4 separate regions of the Mus musculus genome follow, and regions 1, 2 and 4 are each linked to region 3. A link is a contact called in public HiChIP or PLAC-seq and promoter capture Hi-C data. All regions are on one chromosome and are shown on one strand. The core of a region is the stretch at or near the end of the contact, and the rest is flanking DNA. Distances in the headings are between cores, read along the strand shown.

What was found. Promoter capture Hi-C pulls out the DNA fragments that hold promoters and counts their contacts. HiChIP or PLAC-seq counts read pairs in DNA pulled down with a chosen protein or histone mark.
Region 1: a contact with region 3 is called in an H3K27ac HiChIP or PLAC-seq map of large pre-B cells, with 5 times the contacts expected there. The contact joins the enhancer-like site here to the promoter of Ctps2 in region 3. A contact is called at or near these places in 4 of 39 promoter capture datasets (the C10 cell line, cranial neural crest, frontonasal cranial neural crest and 1 more) and 5 of 115 datasets of contacts at active chromatin or transcription factors (T-cell acute lymphoblastic leukemia, double positive thymocytes, embryonic stem cells and 1 more).
Region 2: a contact with region 3 is called in a promoter capture Hi-C map of hippocampal neurons, with 4 times the contacts expected there. The contact joins the promoter of Rnf138rt1 here to the promoter of Ctps2 in region 3. A contact is called at or near these places in 3 of 39 promoter capture datasets (the 3T3-L1 cell line, cranial neural crest and hippocampal neurons) and 3 of 115 datasets of contacts at active chromatin or transcription factors (embryonic hindbrain, large pre-B cells and stem cell-derived neural progenitor cells).
Region 4: a promoter capture Hi-C map of hippocampal neurons shows a contact between it and region 3, with 3 times the contacts expected there. The contact joins the enhancer-like site here to the promoter of Ctps2 in region 3. A contact is called at or near these places in 3 of 39 promoter capture datasets (the 3T3-L1 cell line, the C10 cell line and hippocampal neurons) and 2 of 115 datasets of contacts at active chromatin or transcription factors (the NIH/3T3 cell line and astrocytes).

What each region holds. Positions count from the first base shown.
Region 1 is chrX:163,878,254-163,880,953 of GRCm38.p6, forward strand. No RefSeq gene overlaps it. Among named protein-coding and RNA genes, the nearest start is that of Ap1s2, 29 kb to the right of the region's middle. Within about 2 kb of position 1,303, at least 69 of the 459 cell types and tissues checked have an H3K27ac peak or open chromatin away from gene starts, as enhancers often do.
Region 2 is chrX:163,759,994-163,762,693 of GRCm38.p6, forward strand. Rnf138rt1 (ring finger protein 138, retrogene 1) reads right to left here and starts at 1,339. Exons shown (of 1, transcript NM_028842.3): 1 at 146-1,339. The coding sequence starts at 990. The coding sequence ends at 244.
Region 3 is chrX:162,900,137-162,902,836 of GRCm38.p6, forward strand. Ctps2 (cytidine 5'-triphosphate synthase 2) reads left to right here and starts at 1,424. Exons shown (of 19, transcript NM_001168568.1): 1 at 1,424-1,611.
Region 4 is chrX:163,721,891-163,724,590 of GRCm38.p6, forward strand. No RefSeq gene overlaps it. Among named protein-coding and RNA genes, the nearest start is that of Rnf138rt1, 38 kb to the right of the region's middle. Within about 2 kb of position 1,446, at least 31 of the 459 cell types and tissues checked have an H3K27ac peak or open chromatin away from gene starts, as enhancers often do. A contact at or near this core is called in hippocampal neurons, where this site is marked.

The sequences.
Region 1 (2,700 bases), core at 53-2,552, 980 kb after region 3:
GTAGTTTTCTTACTTCCATTCTCAGGCCCTCTTACGTTCCTTCACATTTACTTCTGACACTGCAACGATCCTTTTGTCCTTGCACCACCACCCTCTCCACCTACATGTGAGAATTCCAGTTTCATTTGCCAGAATATGGGCATGCACTGGCACTTTGCTGGCACTTTTCAGAGCAAGTTGCTCAGGGCTGGGGAATGTGAAAGCTGACAGTGAACAGGCACCAATTATGTGCCTGCCTTGAGAGCAGACATTTTCCTCAAAGAAGTTGGTGACATAGAGATGGTATCCCTGTTTCCCTAATGGGGAAACTGAGCTCTACGGAGGGAGCAGTACTCAAAGAAAGCTGTAGAGAGACTGAATCAGTGAAGTCCCAGAAACCTATATCCAGCCTGTGGGAACCCAGTTTTCCAGAGTTATGTCCTTCATTACCTGACAGCGTCAAGTTTGGCTACACATCAGAATCATCGGGAGAGTTAGACATGCATGGACACACATACAAACACATACATACTTGACTTCTATCTTAGAAGTCCTATTTTTTTATTGCTTAAAAATGACATTTTGGTGGAGAAGCCTTGAGGCAAAAGACAGACAGATCTCTGTGAGTTCCAGGTCAGCCTGGTCTACATAGCATGTTCCAGGCCAGGGGTACACAGTTTGAATCTATTTAAAAAACAAACAAACAAACAAACAAACAAACAAACAATGACATGTTCCTATATACGTATCATCATACCTTGCTCTTACTCAGTTCACCTACAGCCCCATCTCATCCCTTCTGCTCCTATCCATGGTCCCCTTCTGCTTCTATGTCGCACACACATGTGTATATTTAAATCTGTATTCTGCACGTGAAAGACAGCATGCAATAGTTTGTGTTTGCTCCCCTTTATTCTCGCTCTCCCCATTCATTTCACCTCATAGTAGCTCCTTTTACTTTCATGCTCTCCTTCCATTCCTATTTCACTCAAAAGTCGACAGATGAGAGAAAACAGATGTTTGTCCTTCTGAGTCTGGTTTATTTCACTTAACGTGATGATCTCTGGTCACACCCATTTTCCTCCAAATAACAAGCACTCCCCAGCTGAATAAGATGTCCTTGCATGCATATCTGCATTTTTTCCATCCGTTCATTTGTTGGTGAGTATAGCTATTCTATTTTGAGTGGGTGGTGCCTGAGCATCTGTATTTTCCTTCAAAGCCTTTCAGATGTTTCAAATGAAAACCCAGAGTTAGAACAAATTATGCTAGTATGTGCTTCCTCTCAAACCACAGCATGAAACAGCAGAGGCTGTATCTAAAAATAGCTCTAGAGGCACCGGTCCACAGTGTTAAAGGAAACGCTGGGTAATTTCACCTAGGATGCTTCACTCATCTGAAGTGTTTATGATAGGCCTGAGCCAGGACGGACAATACTGATCTCCTCCAGGGATCAGACCTTAGCTCTGCTAATGAAGCTGCATGTCCTGGCCAACTTGGCACACACCGAAAATTTCCTTCCCCACGTCTTGACCCATTCCAGGGTCATCTGTGGTGACTAAAGAAGACTGTCTGGCACATGCAGACAGCTCTTCCCTGGGGCAACTGCCAGTGTCTCTCTGCTTGTCTGCCTGTGGCTTCCTTAAAGCACCTTTAGAGCTGCCCATCTTGTGCCCAGGCTGTCCAGGAAATGCCTCAGATTTATCACCTCCAGGGGCAGCCCTTAACCAGTGAGAGACCAACCAAAAAGTCTATGGCTAAGCATCTCAGCTTTCTTGTTCTCAGTGAGACTGTTTGGAAGCTTAGCTTAGTTCACTCACTGATTATTTCCTCGGTAACTCATCCTTTTTAGTGACTTCCCCTGGGCTTGTATAACGTGTTGTGTTCCCTCTGTCCCTCAGGCTTCCCTGGATCGCCTCCACAGTTAACTCAAAGCTTTCCGATCTCGGTTTCTGATTCCCACACTGCAGATCTCTGCTTTAGTCCCAAACTAAAACAGCCTCTGAGTGGCTCATTTTGACCTCAGCTCTAAATAAGCATCAAGACAAGGAAGACACTAATTGGTGCATAAATAGCCTTCCCCAATGCTTTCATTCTAATCACAAAAGGAGGAAGATGTTGTCTAGCTCGGCCACAAGAGTGTTTTAGAATGGATGCCATGGGCTTGAAATTCTTGAGAGAAATGTATGTTGTTATCATAATGAAGACAAACATAGATTAATTTTTCCCCAAATGCATATACTTTGCTGCTAGTGGGCTCCTCCCAAGGAAAAATGACCTACTAGAGGAAACATTAGAAATAATTCTGTTGTTTATACAGCGGATATGCAAGCAGTTATTGTAACAACGTCAGGGCTATTCTTTTCTTTTCTTCAAGTTCTATCATGAATCCATGCTTCATTATGTAAAATTCTGGGTTAAAAAAATGTGTGTCATGGAAACATTTTTCACTGAGTGGGGAACAAAAACAATTTAATATGGATCACAGGCTAGGAATGACAGAGAAATTCAATATTTTTTCCTGTCCTGTTACAATTTAAATAAAAATGAAATCGAAAGGGGAAGATCACCAGGGTTGCATGAAAAAAAAAAAGCAATATACTTTGCTATTTCTTTGCTAGGTATTATAGCTTATAGCAGTCTTAGCTAGAAAGAATTTGAAATAAAATTGGCTCAAAGATGGGATATTATTATTTTGAGAATAAGAATGAGCAAAAACGT
Region 2 (2,700 bases), core at 89-2,588, 860 kb after region 3:
CCATTCCTGATCCCCACCCTCTTTTCTTCTCTCCCATCCCTCCCCACTCCTCTTCTGTCCTCTTCCTTCCCCCTCCCTGATCCTCTTGTCCAAGGGACTAAGTTTTAACATAATTTCGATTTGTAATGAAAGAAAAACTAAAAGGTCAGACTGATCACTTTTATTTAAAACATCAAGTTATTGAAGGGATGTTTTAATGTAAATTGTCCCTTAGGAACAATTGTAGAAATGAGTACAGTCCCTCTAGATGTTGACGTGGAAGGACTCTTCAATGGCGATCTGAAATTGGGTTTCCTCATCCAGCTGAAGATTCACGAAATCTCCGTAATCAAACTGATGCCTCTGATTAAGGTGACTAACAAAATTTCTGGTGAGTTGAGGCGGGTCGCCCCATGGAAGAGATAGGCAAATTGGGCAAGTGACTGAAACGACACGACCTCGGTGGCTGCTGTTGCAATGATCCAGCAAACGTTGCCTGCTCATGGTTACTTCTTCACACAGAGGACAATCGAAGGTGGGCTCATCAGGTGGGCTTGCGTTCTCTTCCTCTTCTTGTAAAACCTCAGCATTCGCTGAGGCCGGTGCCTCGTTGTTACTGTTGCCCACGGAGTTTGGAGACTGTTGGAAGCTTGAAACAGATGTAGAAACTCCAAATTCATCCTGGTACTTTTCGCAAGTTTTGTAGTGCTGCCTCATACGATAGAGTTCAACGCGCTGGGAACAGCATCGGCAATTACCAGGAAAATGTCTCATGATGGTTTCGAGGTCTACAGCCCTCACTGGACAAGCTCTTTCTCTTCTAGTCACATTTCCACGGCACAGGGGGCAGTGGAGCCGGCTCTCCTTCATTGCACTCAGGAAACATTTTCTGCAGAAAACATGCTTACAGGCCGCGACCCGAACTGGCGTTTTGAAGACTTCTTGGCATATCGGACAGTAGAAATCATCTTCAGTATAAGACGTGGTGGAGGCAGATTCTTCCTCGGCCATAGTGGCGACCGGTAGAAGCCCAAGGCGATGGCGGCTCGCGGCTGCCAAGGTGGCGGTGGCGGCTCAGAGCTCCCCTCCGGATCCTCTCCAAGCAGCGCTTTGGGTCAAGCTCTCTCCGCGGCAGATCCGCAGACAGGTGGTCCCCTGCTGCAGTCCGATTTCAGCGCCTTTCTGTCCAGCAGTTGAGTGAGCTTCAGACCACTGGATCTCCAGCGAATGACGGGTGATGCTCTGTTCTTATGAGCCTCAGAACCCGCCAGACCCGAAGCTCATGGTGATGGAGATACCTCCTATTCAGCCATCAGTTGAGAGGTAACTGCTGCCTGCCAGGCTGGTTGGTCACTGCAGAGTGGATAGCCACAGGAGAGCCGGAGGCGGGGTCAATAGGACGGCCTCCATAGCAACCAGCGCGTCGCGCCTTCAGCTGGTTGTGACGTAAGCTGCCAGGTCCGCTTACTTTACCAAGTTTTTTTTTGTTTGTTTGTTTTCTGTTTTTGTTTTTAAATCCAGCTGGGCCTAGTGGCGCAGGCTTGTAATCCTAGCCATTAAGGGGTGCTGAGGCAGTATGATCGCGAGTTCAAACCCAGACTGAGAGATTTAGGGAGCCCCTGTCTGGGAAGAGTACAAAGAGATCCGCCAGCACAGCTTGGTGATTCGATTGCAAGCGCAAGCCGCTGGATTTAATCCCTACGTCTTCATAAAGTCCTCCAGGTACCTAAGTGATCATTCTATGTGGACCACTGCTATCAGGCTACTGTGTGTAACAGTATATTGGCTCTCCTGTATATACCACGTTTCTTTACTCTTCAGCGTGCATCATTTAAAATTCCTAAAATTCACTAATTCAGCTTGTCAGTCCTCTCCTTTCATTAATGAGAACTGAGAAACCTCTCAGTCCTTAAACTAGACAGGTGAGGCCCATAGATCCAAAGCAGAAATCTACAAGCTAAATAGCTGACCTCTTACCAGACCCCTGCTTTAGGATTTTTCCCATCTGTTCTACAAAGCCAAGCAAGAAATTGTGTGATGTTAACTGTATATGAGCTTGAGAAATTATCTACTCTGAGGTCCAGGCAGATGAAATATTTTCTCTCATATCACCCAACAAATTAGTGATGTCCTAGATGTTCCGACAAGAGCAAGAGCCTGACCCTTCGCCATCACCATGCACTTCTGAGTTTCTACTCAGTGTCCCTTGTCACCCAGAGCCACTGACAGTGATAGTGCATATCTTCGAGAGACTTTATTTTTATTCACTTAAAAAATTCTCACCCAAGACTTAGCTAAAAATGTAGCTTTTACCTTCATCATTGCTGCCTGTCCTTCCCTGGGCACTCCCCTGAGGGTGCTCAGGTATGCTAAATCCAAAAGGTGAACACAAACACACACACGGGGGGGGGGGAGAAGTGTTGAAATACAAAAGGCACACCAAGAGCCTCTGATTGCTCATCTGTAAAATGGCACCGTGGGCTGCAATTGAAATTGTTCATAGACTTCTGAAAATATCAAGTGAGATGGTATCCCAAACGTGTTCTCCATGGAACTGTTTCCTAGCAAACAGTGTCTTATTAACCAGCTACCCAGTGTGCTGTACATAGATTTCACAACTTACCCACTTCCTGTAGGATGTCTAAAATAATTGGCCCATAATATTTCTAAACTGTATTCCAGGCGTCTATGGATTTATGACATACATATGGATTTCCACCA
Region 3 (2,700 bases), core at 174-2,673:
TCCATATGGTGAACAGAGTGGCAATACTTATTTGATTTTATGTGTGTGGGTGTTTTGCCTCCATGTATGTTAATGCATAACATTCATGCCTGGTACCTGAAGGGACCAGAAGAAGGTATAATATCCTGGAACTTGCCTTTCTCTGAGTCCCAAGTGCTGGGATGACTGATGTGAGCCACCAAGCCTGGCTTTCCTTTGAAATCTTGCCTTCCAATATCATACCCTCTGCTGCTAAACTTGCTGGGGCTTTTGCCTTCTTCAATCCCTCTCTTTCCCGTTTTCCTGCTGTCCAATAGGCTCTGGTGGATTTCAGTCTCTGACCTCCAGGATTAGACCTTTGGCCCTCTACTACATTTACATTCTAAAGAGGCTCCCACTTTGCCCTACTTGACACAATTCATAAAACTGGTTTTGTTAGAGATCTAGATTTATATAGATTACAACTGGCTTTTCGTTCGTAGTTGTGTTTCTAAACTCCACGAGGTCTTCAGTAACGTTTGTCTAAGTTTTGAGTCCTGTTTTATCCTTGTTACTCAAAAATCTCATGGTCATTTGGGAGGCAAGGGCAGGAGATTATTCTAAGTTTGAGACGAGCCTGGTCTGCATACAGATCTCCAGGAGAGCCAGTGACACAATGCACCTCTTACTGTTGCTGAGGTCTCACATAACCCAGACTGGCCTGGAATTTACTAAGTATTCAAGGGGGATCTGGAACTTCTGTTTCCTTTTGTTTCCATGTTCCGTCGCTGCAATACAGTTATGTACTACCATGCGTTTGATGTAGTGTATTAAGATACAGTGTGATCTTTCTTGTATTTGCTAGGCAAGCACTCTACCAAATGAGCTACATCTCCAGTCCTAGCCTGTCTTAAAAACCAAATAAAATAAAATAAAATAAAATAAAATAAAATAAATTCGCGGCTTTTCTAAAACGTCTGCTCCCTTCAAACCTGTGTCCAGTTAGATCTTTTATTTTTCAGTTGTTTTTCCTCCTTTCCTACACCTGAAACAGCCTTGGGTGTCCTTTGCCACACTTATCTTTTAAACACTCCCCCAAAGTCGCTTTGGAAGCCTTCTCTCCTACTTAGCTCTGCTCCTCCTCTCTTCCTAACTTTGGGCTAATGAAGTTCATTTACCAATGAACATGTAGATGGGCAGTGAGCTCCTAGGCAAGAATTCTGCTTTGTTTTCCTCCTTTCCCACCTTTTGCGGTGGTGGACCGCTGGGCTGCACTGTAGCAGATGGTCAAACATTTATGGTGAGTGAAGTTGGCGGGAGAATCCAAGCAAGGGGCTAGGCTAGTCGTGGGGTGGGGGTGGGGGTTCAGAGCAGTCCTGGAGCCTTCAGGGGCTGGCCTGAAGCTAGCTAACCACAGGAGGGAGGGGAGGAGGAAGGGGGTAGGGAGGGGGAAAGGGGGGAGGGAGGGGCCGGCCCATACTGTGGCCTGGGGCCAAGGACGTCTAGAGCAGAGGGTGATGGGAGCTGCCTGTGCTATAGGAAACACTTTTTAGGCGCTTGTTTTGTACTGTCCCTGGAACCCAACGCTGCAGCACTCGCAATTTCACAACCAGCGTGAGTCAGCTGGGCCGGCTGCCGGACTGCGAGGGGAAGGTGGGTGAGGAGGGCTCCTCAGTCCCTGGGGGCAGGCAGGATCGAGTGGTGACCAGAGAGCCCTAGATGCGGTCCCTGCACCCGTAGGACAGGTGAGCGCCAGGCCAGGCTGGCCGCTGGGTGGAGCCGCGTGAGCCACCCTCCAGGGCGCCCTCGCCACTGCACAGGTAACACCCCTCCTGGGCCTCTTCCCCTCCGGCCTCGGTGCCTAGAACACCATTTGTCCCCCGGGACCATTTCGGCCTTGCCCGCAGCACATTTGGGGCCTGGGCAGTTTTGTCCCCTTATAGCTGGTGCCCACGCCCAGCCCACAGCCATTCGCATCTCCCACATAGTGTTCGAAAACCTAGGCGATCCAATGGGCCTTGGGGACAGGGTGGGGGTGGGGTAAGGACAACACCCACTAGTGCCGGGTGCTCAGTCAGAGCCTGTCTCCTGGAGGTAGCTAGTGACCCGGGCTCCAAATCGGCGCGTCCCTGGGGTGTGCCTCTCCGCGCTGGATTTCACACCCCAAGCCCTATTTTTCTCTGCTTTGTGGAGCCCCGAGATGGCGTTGGCGGAAGTGAAACCACGAGACAGTGGGGCGAGCTCCGCGGGGACGGTTTTGAGTAGGCTTTCTGCACCAGCGTACAGGTTAAACAACAACCCTTCTAGCTGGCATGCTAAACTCTACCACCTGGGGGAGGCGGATGACGTCTTCAAAACAATTGATGTGTACTTTATGCTCTTGAAATGTGCCATTTCACATCAGGTCTGTGGGGTTTGACTAGATTTAGACCGTTTTCACCAACCTACAGAGGTCCTTGGTGCTCTTTTTCTTCTAGACAGTTCATTTCCCTACTCCGCCCCCTTGCACTGTTTTGATGATCACTGTCTTGGCTTAGTTTTGCTCATCACGTCATAAATCGGACATAAATCGGGCTTATCCTGTAAGTACTTCTTTGTGTTCGATTTATATTACTTTTAAAATGAGCATCGTTAGAAAGGTGTCTCTTGGTGTAGGCCTGCACAGTGGAGTGGAAATGCATGTGTGGCAAGTTGGAACAGAGATGTGTTTTAATTTGAAACCCCCCACTCCAAGCTTAGTAC
Region 4 (2,700 bases), core at 196-2,695, 820 kb after region 3:
GTAGCTAGAGATTTATTCATAGAAATTTGTTACATAAATGTAACAATGATAAGGAAAAAAGAGGCTATGGATTTGAGAGGAGGCATGGGAGGAGTTGAAGGAAAGAGGAGGATTAATGTAAATATAGTACACATATATGAAAATTTTAAAAACCAAAATTTTTAAAGAATTGGATGATTAGAATTCATACATTGTTGTTATTGTAAGATTGTTCACCATCGCCAGCAAAAGTCGGCTGGTTTTTTGTTAAACTAAATGTATAATGAGCCTACGATCCCGTAATTTCTCCTAGATACTACTCAAGAGAAATAATATACAGCTATTGAACAAACATACCCAAAAGTTAAAAATTGCTTTAATAGTTAAAACGAGAACATTCCAGGTGTCCATAAATAAGAAACTAGATAAGAAACATAAGTGAATAGGCATGTTAAAATATAAGTGATTGGCCAATTAGCATTCCACCATGGAGTGATGTGAGACTCACGAGCCCCCAACCCTAGCTGAGGAGATGCTGACAGCTGACAATGTGCTTGTCAAGAAGCAGCTGCATAACCAATAATTGTTAAATGTTGGCATGCTAAATGTAGCTTTTGAGGAAGGGATGGTTGACATTGTTTAAGGGTGTGGACCCTGATAGATCAACCATACTCCAGTAAATGGCCCTACACTCTGAAGTATATGGGCAACATTGATTGGGCTCCGTGAGTTTAAAAAAAGAAAGAAAGAAAGGACGTGAAGAGGAGTGCAGGAATGAGGAGGAATGAACCTTAAAGGAAATACATTGTATGCATGTATGACGTTCTCAAATAATTAATTTTATATATGTGTGTGTGTCTAAGAATCTAGGTGATATTTTCAATTTTGCTGTTTTAGCATTTTTTCATAATAAAGCAAATCATTAAATTAAAACTATATGTATAACAATGTTGATACCCCCCTCTGAGATACTTAAAAAAGATTTTGTTTTTCTTCCAATGAGTACAAAGCTTGTATATTGACCTGGAGCACAATATAAACCAGGCAGGTCTGCTTTAGGCACTCTGTAATTCATCGCAACGTTTAACAGTTATTTGTTAAGCAGCTGCTGCTTGACAAGCACATGAAAGAAAGAGAGAACGCAGAACAATGCATTCAAATCATTATCCTCTGTCACCCCTAGTAACCAGCTGGGAAGGGAAAGCTTTGAGAAAAGGACACACAATGAAAAAGCACCTTTATTCACAGATACATTTTATGTTATATTTTACCAATTAAAGCAGCTATTTTCAACATGGAAAAATTAATACTGTTAACCCAGAAATAATTGGCCGAATGTTAGAGTCGTTTTTAAATTGTTCTTTGAATGTATTTTCAGGCTGGGAAGCAGGTTGTAGGGAGGCTCAGACTTCAGGGAAGGAGAGAGCCTCACTAACATAACATGCGATTTTTCAAACCTTGGTATTATGCTGACAGATAGAGGGAACTCTGAATGTCACTTCCTCGCAAAAGCTATTAAGCACAGTGCTTGAACAGAGCTGGAGGACCTAGCAACAGAAGAGAGGGAGAAAGGTTTCCAAGGCGAAAGGGTTGCTTGTTGCAGAGCTAAAACTTTAAATTGCCACGCCTCCAGGTCTTGACCGGGAAAATGAACAGCCTTAGCCTAATAACGGCTTTGTTTTCCTGAGCGATGCTGGATTGATTAGATCCATATTTTTTTTTCAGCACACGACTTTCCGGTGTAATTCACATTGCCTTTTAGGGTGAAGCACAAACATTGAATATTTGGGGATATAAATAGATTCTGGTCTATGAATCTGCTGCTTCTCCCAGACACCAAGGCCAGGTTTTTCAGAATGGAAATCAGGACCAGACCCAGTGTTTTCCTTACTATGCTCTTGGGACACCACTGCATGTGCCTCTGAGGGATTTAGAGGTTAGCAAATGTACTTGGATCCTGAGACAGACACTGAGAACTTGCCAAGCAGGACATGTGAAGCCCTGCTCTGTGCTCATTCTCAAACTGCACTGGAGGCTTTGAAACACAAGTGCATTTCATGACTCACTCCCTGGGGGGGGGGGGGGCACCTGATTTCCTGTTTTGTCCAAATTAGCTATCAAATTTTTCATCATTTGAAAGCCTCACTAAAACAGCTTTCCTTTCAAGGGCCCAGAGGGGGAAGTCTCTCAAATTTTACCTCCATCGTTCTTTTTCATTTCTTCTATCTCAGGCACTAAGAGTTGCTTTTCAGGAGAAACAGTCACAAAAGGATTATTTTATGGGTAGAAATGAACTGAGGAAAGGTGGTAGACAGGGTTTTCTCCAGAGGTGAAGCAAGCTCATGAGAAATGGCCTTTGTGGGCTGGCTAAATTGGAATGTTGGGCACATTTGAATCTCATGGGAATGAAACCACCTGTTTGTCCACTGGTTCTGTGAAACACTGCTGCATGTAGAACAGAATGCCAGAAATCCCTCTGCTCTCTCCCAACAGACAAAGGGAATAATAATCAGAAGCACATTAAGATAGATGCTGGGAGATAGGCTCAGCAGCTAAGAGTCCTTGTTGCTGTTGCAAAGGACTGGGATTTGATTCCCAGCCGTCATGTCAGGCAGTTTCTAGCCACCTGTAACGCTAGTTCCAAGGAATTGGGCACACTTTTCTGGATTCCTTGGGTCCCTGTAAACGTGTTATAGACACACACACACACACACACACACA